Linked DNA regions of Hordeum vulgare: region 2 is linked to region 1. A link is a contact called in public Hi-C data. All regions are on one chromosome and are shown on one strand. Each heading gives the region's core, a stretch centred on a gene start, on an enhancer-like site or on the middle of the called end of the contact. The rest is flanking DNA. Distances are from core to core; before and after follow the strand shown.

Region 1 (2,917 bases), core at 121-2,620:
AAGCTAGAGTCGAATCAACCTGCAAGATGTCAGCAATTGGTCGGCCGTTTAGTAAACTTGCATCAGTGGTGAATTATCAGAAAAGGCCAAGAAGCGACTGGTAGAAGAAAACAAGTAAGAAATGGAGTTTTCATTGAAAAGGGCACAGCAAGATTGAGAAGTAACCAACAGAAACAACCTGCTGGGAAGATTGCGAGCCTGGGTGTTCCTGGTTTAACTGCTCTTGAAGCTTAAGAGCGAGCATCTCATCCGACTCAATTTGCCTGGCCTTCAACTGGCTGGCGTCAGGAAGTGGGAAATGGAGCCCCTTGATCCTCGACAGCCATGCGCTACTGTCTTCCATGAGCAGCTCAGGAATGGCCATAGAGCTTTGTCCAGGCATCGCAGCACCATCCCTGTTGTCTGGTTCTTCTTTGGGCATAGACACTGATCTGCAAATCTCATCACCCCAAGGTCCCCAACAACGCCCGGCCGTTTCGTCTCTTTCATCTCTAGATTTGTGTGCCGCTGCACTCCATGAATCCCACCCCACAGGCCGAGCTCCCAAGATACCAGCACCAGAACCATGCGATCCTCCCCTGAGCGAAGGAGGCCCTGCTGCCCACGCGCTCTCCCCCTCGCCCGCCTTCTCCTTATCTTTCCTCACCGCCTGACATGGGTGCTGCGGCGGCCAGGCCATTCTGCTTGTCTGCACAGGAAGACTCCCGGGGCCGCGGGATGGATCCGCCGGCTCCCGGGCAGGGCGCTTCCGATCAGGCGAGTGCGCGCACGCCTCGCCCTCGGAGTCGGATGATACCAAATCCACCACCTCCATTTCCTGCAAAAATGGGGTCAATACAGTATCTTGCAACTTCTCTTTACTTTTGCAAATAAAAAGGATAAGCTTTCGCCCCCTTTCTGCGATTGGCACGAAGAAGCTCAAGAAAACTGCTAGCGGGCGACAGAAATTCCCTATTCAAGTGATATCAGCGCTCAACAGAAAGTTGTTGATTCGTGGTTCTTACTAAATCGCCGTTGAATGACCGGGAAGAAAGATTGACCGGGCCAAGAAACCGCGCACAAGACGCACGAACAATCTGGAAAAAAAAATAGAAGAAAAATAGAAGGGAGGGAAGAATTTCAGGTTCGGGCATACTACATACCTGCAGAAAGAGAAACAAGGGGGAGAGGGGGGGAGGCGGAAATGCTAGGGCTAGAGCTCAGGTGCGCCCGTGGGAAGGAGGCGGAAGCGGAGGCGTCAGGGAGGGTGTGTGGTTCTTGCCTTCTTGGGCTCCTGGCTTCCTCTTCTTGATTTTGGTTTCCAGGGAGACGAGGCGGGTGCTCGGTGGGCGACGAAGAAGGGGTGTCTGTCCGGAAATAGAAAGCTTTTGCACTTTGCCCCTCCGCTTGTGACCTGTCCACATGAAAAATACTGCCTGCGCTCACTTTTGACCGATCTACAGGACAGAGATGGAGAGAAAGAGGGGGGAGGGGGACATTTCTTTTACCTCCGCCTCTTTTTAAATATAAGACATTTTAAAAATTATATTATAAACTACTCCCTTCGTTTCTAAATATAAGGTGTATTATTATTTTTAAAGTCAAACTTCTCTAACTTTAACCAGGTTTATAGACAAAAATATCAAGGTAGAATACCAAATAATTATCACTAGATTCATTATGAAATATATTTTCATATTCTATATATCTAGCATTGGAAATTGTTATATATTTTGCTATAAAGTTGGTCAAACATAGACAAGGTTTGACTTTTTTTTAAACTAATACACCTTGTATTTAGGAACGGAGGGAGTACATTCAAATGTATATAAACATATTTTAAAATATAGATTCATTCATTTTGCTCTGTATGTAGTCTCCTAGTAAAATCTCTAAAAGGTCTTATATTTTGAAACGGATGGAGTAGTAAGCACATATCATCATCTAATCAGTACACTATTAAGGCCAAAATGACATATTTTAACTCTTTTTGAAAGTTTAGCACAAAATGAGCCTATTCAAAACTCTTTTCATTTTGGTCGATGGGAAAAAGGTGTGGGGACTGGGAAGAAGCGGATGATTACTTGGGGCACGACAGTGTGCTCCGCTTACCGAGACGTGGCCGGAGTCGAAGGAAACGTCGTGGGGCCGAAGAGGAGGAAGGTGGTGTGGTCTAGGCGTCCTGGCTCGATGTAGTTGACGTCGGGGACGTAGTCGGACACGACGGCACTTTTGGACACGTTTGTGGAGCTCGGAGACGATGTTATTCACGGCGATGCCATGGACGCGCTCTCGGGCTCCGTTGGGGTAGGTGGATGGGGCTTCTCGGGTCTTCTTTCTTGGCCCAGGGGAAAGAGGGGAGCGGGGAATGAGTGGCTCGCAAGGGCTGGATCAAGATAAAGATGTCAGGGTGGCAGCATGGGCGAGCACGACGTCGGGTGTTTGCGGTCCCCGCGCTCCCTAATTTACGATGAGAGGAAGAAGAAAGTGGGTGTGAGCGACACCCGCACTCACAAACAGGTGGGGCCACGCAGCACATGTGGTGCGAGTGACTGGTAGGGTATGCAGGCTCGACGGTGAGAGAAGGATAGGAGAGGGTTAGGTGGGTTGGTGGCATTGGGCTCGCTTTCTCGAAAGGTCAAAATGCCCTTTACCTTCTTTAGAAAAACAAGGGATGAAAAACAAAATGCAGGGGCATTTTGGGAAGGTGTAAAAAATAAAAGAAAACATATTATTGGAAGATTATTTAAGTTCTTAATTTGAAGAGTGGTTTGGGAACATTAGCAAAGTTTAAAGTTAAACAATCTTGAATTAATTTCAAACTATTTGAATTTAGAACCCAATACAAATGAACTCCAAAATGGCTCAAATTTGAGGAGGTGCTATGCATTAAATGTGATATATGGGTGAAGTTTGAAGATTTAGTTTGTAAGTAAAT
Region 2 (2,917 bases), core at 116-2,615, 390 kb after region 1:
AGAATGTGAGCAATGCGAAACAAAGTGGTATACCTTTTTTTGCGATGAAACAAAGTGGTATACCAGCGTTAGAATATTTGGTGTGCGAAGTTAGTTATTTCCGAATGACATTCGGAGTAATGAACAAGCCGTTATAATGGTTGAGATATCACCACTGCTGTCGATCTCAACCACCCGCCTTCGCGGTCGTACCTCTGCCCGCTTGCTGCCCCCATTTCGGTGCTCGAGCACATCTTCTGGATCAAATCAACGCGACAACTACAACAACTTGGGATGATGCGTCTGCTCAATGCAGAACGGCGGCGGTGCGCGGATAAGGCGCAGCAGAGCGAAGTACTTGCAGGTGGAGGCAGGCCTCCATGGCTCACACGGGGAACTCCGAGGTTATGGCGCGGCAACGGCGACTCCTTATGACCAGATAGAGGCGCCTAACCCTTGCTCCCCTCATTGTATCCTCTCCTCCGGCAGGAACTCATCATGTGGTGAGATTCCCTCCCCATGCCTCCAACCGTGTGCCAAGCACCGGCAAGAGATTTTGTTTTATGGGAATTTGTTTGCTGATGAATGAATGTATTGAATGTAAGATTGCATTGTTATAGAGAGAGAGAATGGAACACCATCTTCAGTTTATCATCTGATCCCATATTCTCTACCCCATGAGTGAAATAAGATAACAGTCCATTGATCAATTCACGTAGACTCTTTGTTTTGCTTTGATTGTTCCGTTCAATTTCTCATCATGGTGGAATTAACAATGGACGGGTTGATTTCTCAACAAAATAGGATAGAACTGACTACATTAGTTAGTTAGCTTATTATTTTAATAAATCAAAATGATTATAAAAAGATTAAAAACATGTGGTATTTTTTCTCCTGTTACAACGCACGGGCCCTTTTGCTAGTTCAACCTTTTGAATTAAAGACATAATAGATTATAAAAAACTGGATTATATAATCTGAGTGGTTTCAAACAGGACCTTAAAACTAGTTTTACAACAAAAACGAAATCGTTCCACCCAAAACACGGCGGTCCCACCTCGACGCATCCATCGATGACCATCCATCCCCGAAGTCTTCGAACCCCGTCGCCACCCCGCCTCCGTCGCTCGCTCGCTCGGACTGTTTCTCTCTCCTTTTCGGCGCCCGAAAACCAAAGAGACGCAGCGCACGCCGACCGAACGTCGGCCAGCCGAGGCGTCCCGTACGTATGGAGCCCCCCTTGGGCACGGCATCCGCGTCCTGCGTCCCGCACCGCGACGTGCTGCGCCGGCCAACCGTGCCTTCCGTTCCGATTTTAATTCGGCTCCACCCCCGACGGCCGGTCAGTCAAACCCGCCCCCACCCATCCAACGGCGGCCGTTCCCCAATGCCTCCGCCCGCTCCCCTCCCATCCACGTGCCCACCGCGTCCGCCTCCCTCACGGTCACGGCCCACGGGCCGCCGCTCCCCACCTCGCCGCCCCTCCGCTCCCCTCTTTTATTCCCCTCCCCCCTCGTCGCCAGCGGCCCCCGACTCGCATCCATCCATCTCCAGCCACCGTAAGGGGAAATTTGTCCAGACTTCTAGGGTTTCCTGAGAGAGAGAGATCTGGGCGGGAGCCATGGACGGGAAGCTGCCGCCGCCCAACCCCAACCTCCCGTACCGGGAGGACTGCTGGAGCGAGGGCGAGACGGCCGCCCTCGTCGACGCCTGGGGGTCGCGGTACATCGACCTCAACCGCGGCAGCCTTCGCCAGCCGCAGTGGCGGGAGGTCGCCGACGCCGTCAACACGCGCCCGGGGGCCTCCGCGCGCCGCCGGCCCCCGCGCACCGACATCCAGTGCAAGAACCGTGTCGATACCCTCAAGAAGAAGTACAAGGCCGAGCGGGCGCGGGGCGGGCCATCGCCCTGGCCCTTCTTCCGCCAGCTCGACGTCCTCGTCGGCCCGACCCTCTCCGCCGCCGCCGCCGCCAAGAAGCCCTCCCCGCCCCGCGCGCTTCCCATGCTGAGGAGGCGCATGTCGCCCTCTCGCTCCCCGTCGCCGCCCTCGCCAGCACCGCCGATGGCGCTCCCCTTGCCCAACTACCGCCGCGGGTCCAACCTCCCGGCCGCTGACCTCTTCCATAAGGCCGCCGCCGCTGCGGCCGCCGCGGATTCCGACTCGGAAGATGGCTACAACAACAACATTAACTATGACGACGACGAGGGCTCGCAGCAATCGGCCTCGCGCTCAGTGTCGTCTCACTCTGGTGGTAACGGTCCTCCTGCTCTTGGAGGTGGCGGCAGCAACAAAAGGAAGAGGGGCGGGGCTGGAGGTTTTGGGGAGCTAGCGATGGCAATGGAGACATTCGCTGATATGTATGAGCGCATGGAGGCTGCCAAGCAGAGACATGCCGAGGAGATGGAGAAGCAGCGGATCAAGTTCCTCAAGGATCTGGAGCTCAAGCGGATGCAGGCTTTCGTGGACATGCAGCTTCAACTTTCGAGGGTAAAGCACGCCAAGAATGGTACCTCGGAGATGCTTATGTCTCTCGCTGCACTGCCGTTCCTCAGCAACCCTGCTTACCTCTGATGTAAGACCTTAGGTAAGGAATTTGGCCTCTTAAAGTCAAATTTTAGGTTACAATGATAGATTTGTCTAGGGGATTGATGATGTGTTTTTGTATGTTATATTGTTATTGTCTTATTACTATGTGGAACCAATGCAGATGTTCTGATATGCTCAAGTGTTCACCCATTTTGAACATGTAATTAGAGATCTAGCCTACCTTATTGTGCAAAGCAATGCTCAAGTAATTGTATGTTTAGCGATTTTGCATGATGAGAGACCAAGGCTTGACTTACAATAGCGACTAGGAAGCTAGGAGATATTAGTCAGTGTTGATTGATAGATCCTCTGGACATCCTAGATAATGAGTGTTCTGCGTATCTGTGTTGT

The links. A called contact is a pair of places that touch in the nucleus more often than the background predicts.
Region 2: a Hi-C map of leaf shows a contact between it and region 1, with 4 times the contacts expected there. The contact joins the promoter of LOC123444084 here to the promoter of LOC123444080 in region 1. A contact is called at or near these places in 4 of 6 Hi-C or Micro-C datasets (leaf and seedling) and 1 of 1 datasets of contacts at active chromatin or transcription factors (embryo).

What each region holds. Positions count from the first base shown.
Region 1 is chr3H:425,225,159-425,228,075 of MorexV3_pseudomolecules_assembly, forward strand. It overlaps LOC123444080, which reads right to left and starts at 1,371. Exons shown (of 9, transcript XM_045120692.1): 1 at 1,005-1,371; 2 at 179-817; 3 at 1-19. The coding sequence starts at 1,133.
Region 2 is chr3H:425,614,835-425,617,751 of MorexV3_pseudomolecules_assembly, forward strand. LOC123444084 (trihelix transcription factor ASIL2-like) reads left to right here and starts at 1,366. Exons shown (of 2, transcript XM_045120696.1): 1 at 1,366-2,552. The coding sequence starts at 1,601. The coding sequence ends at 2,551.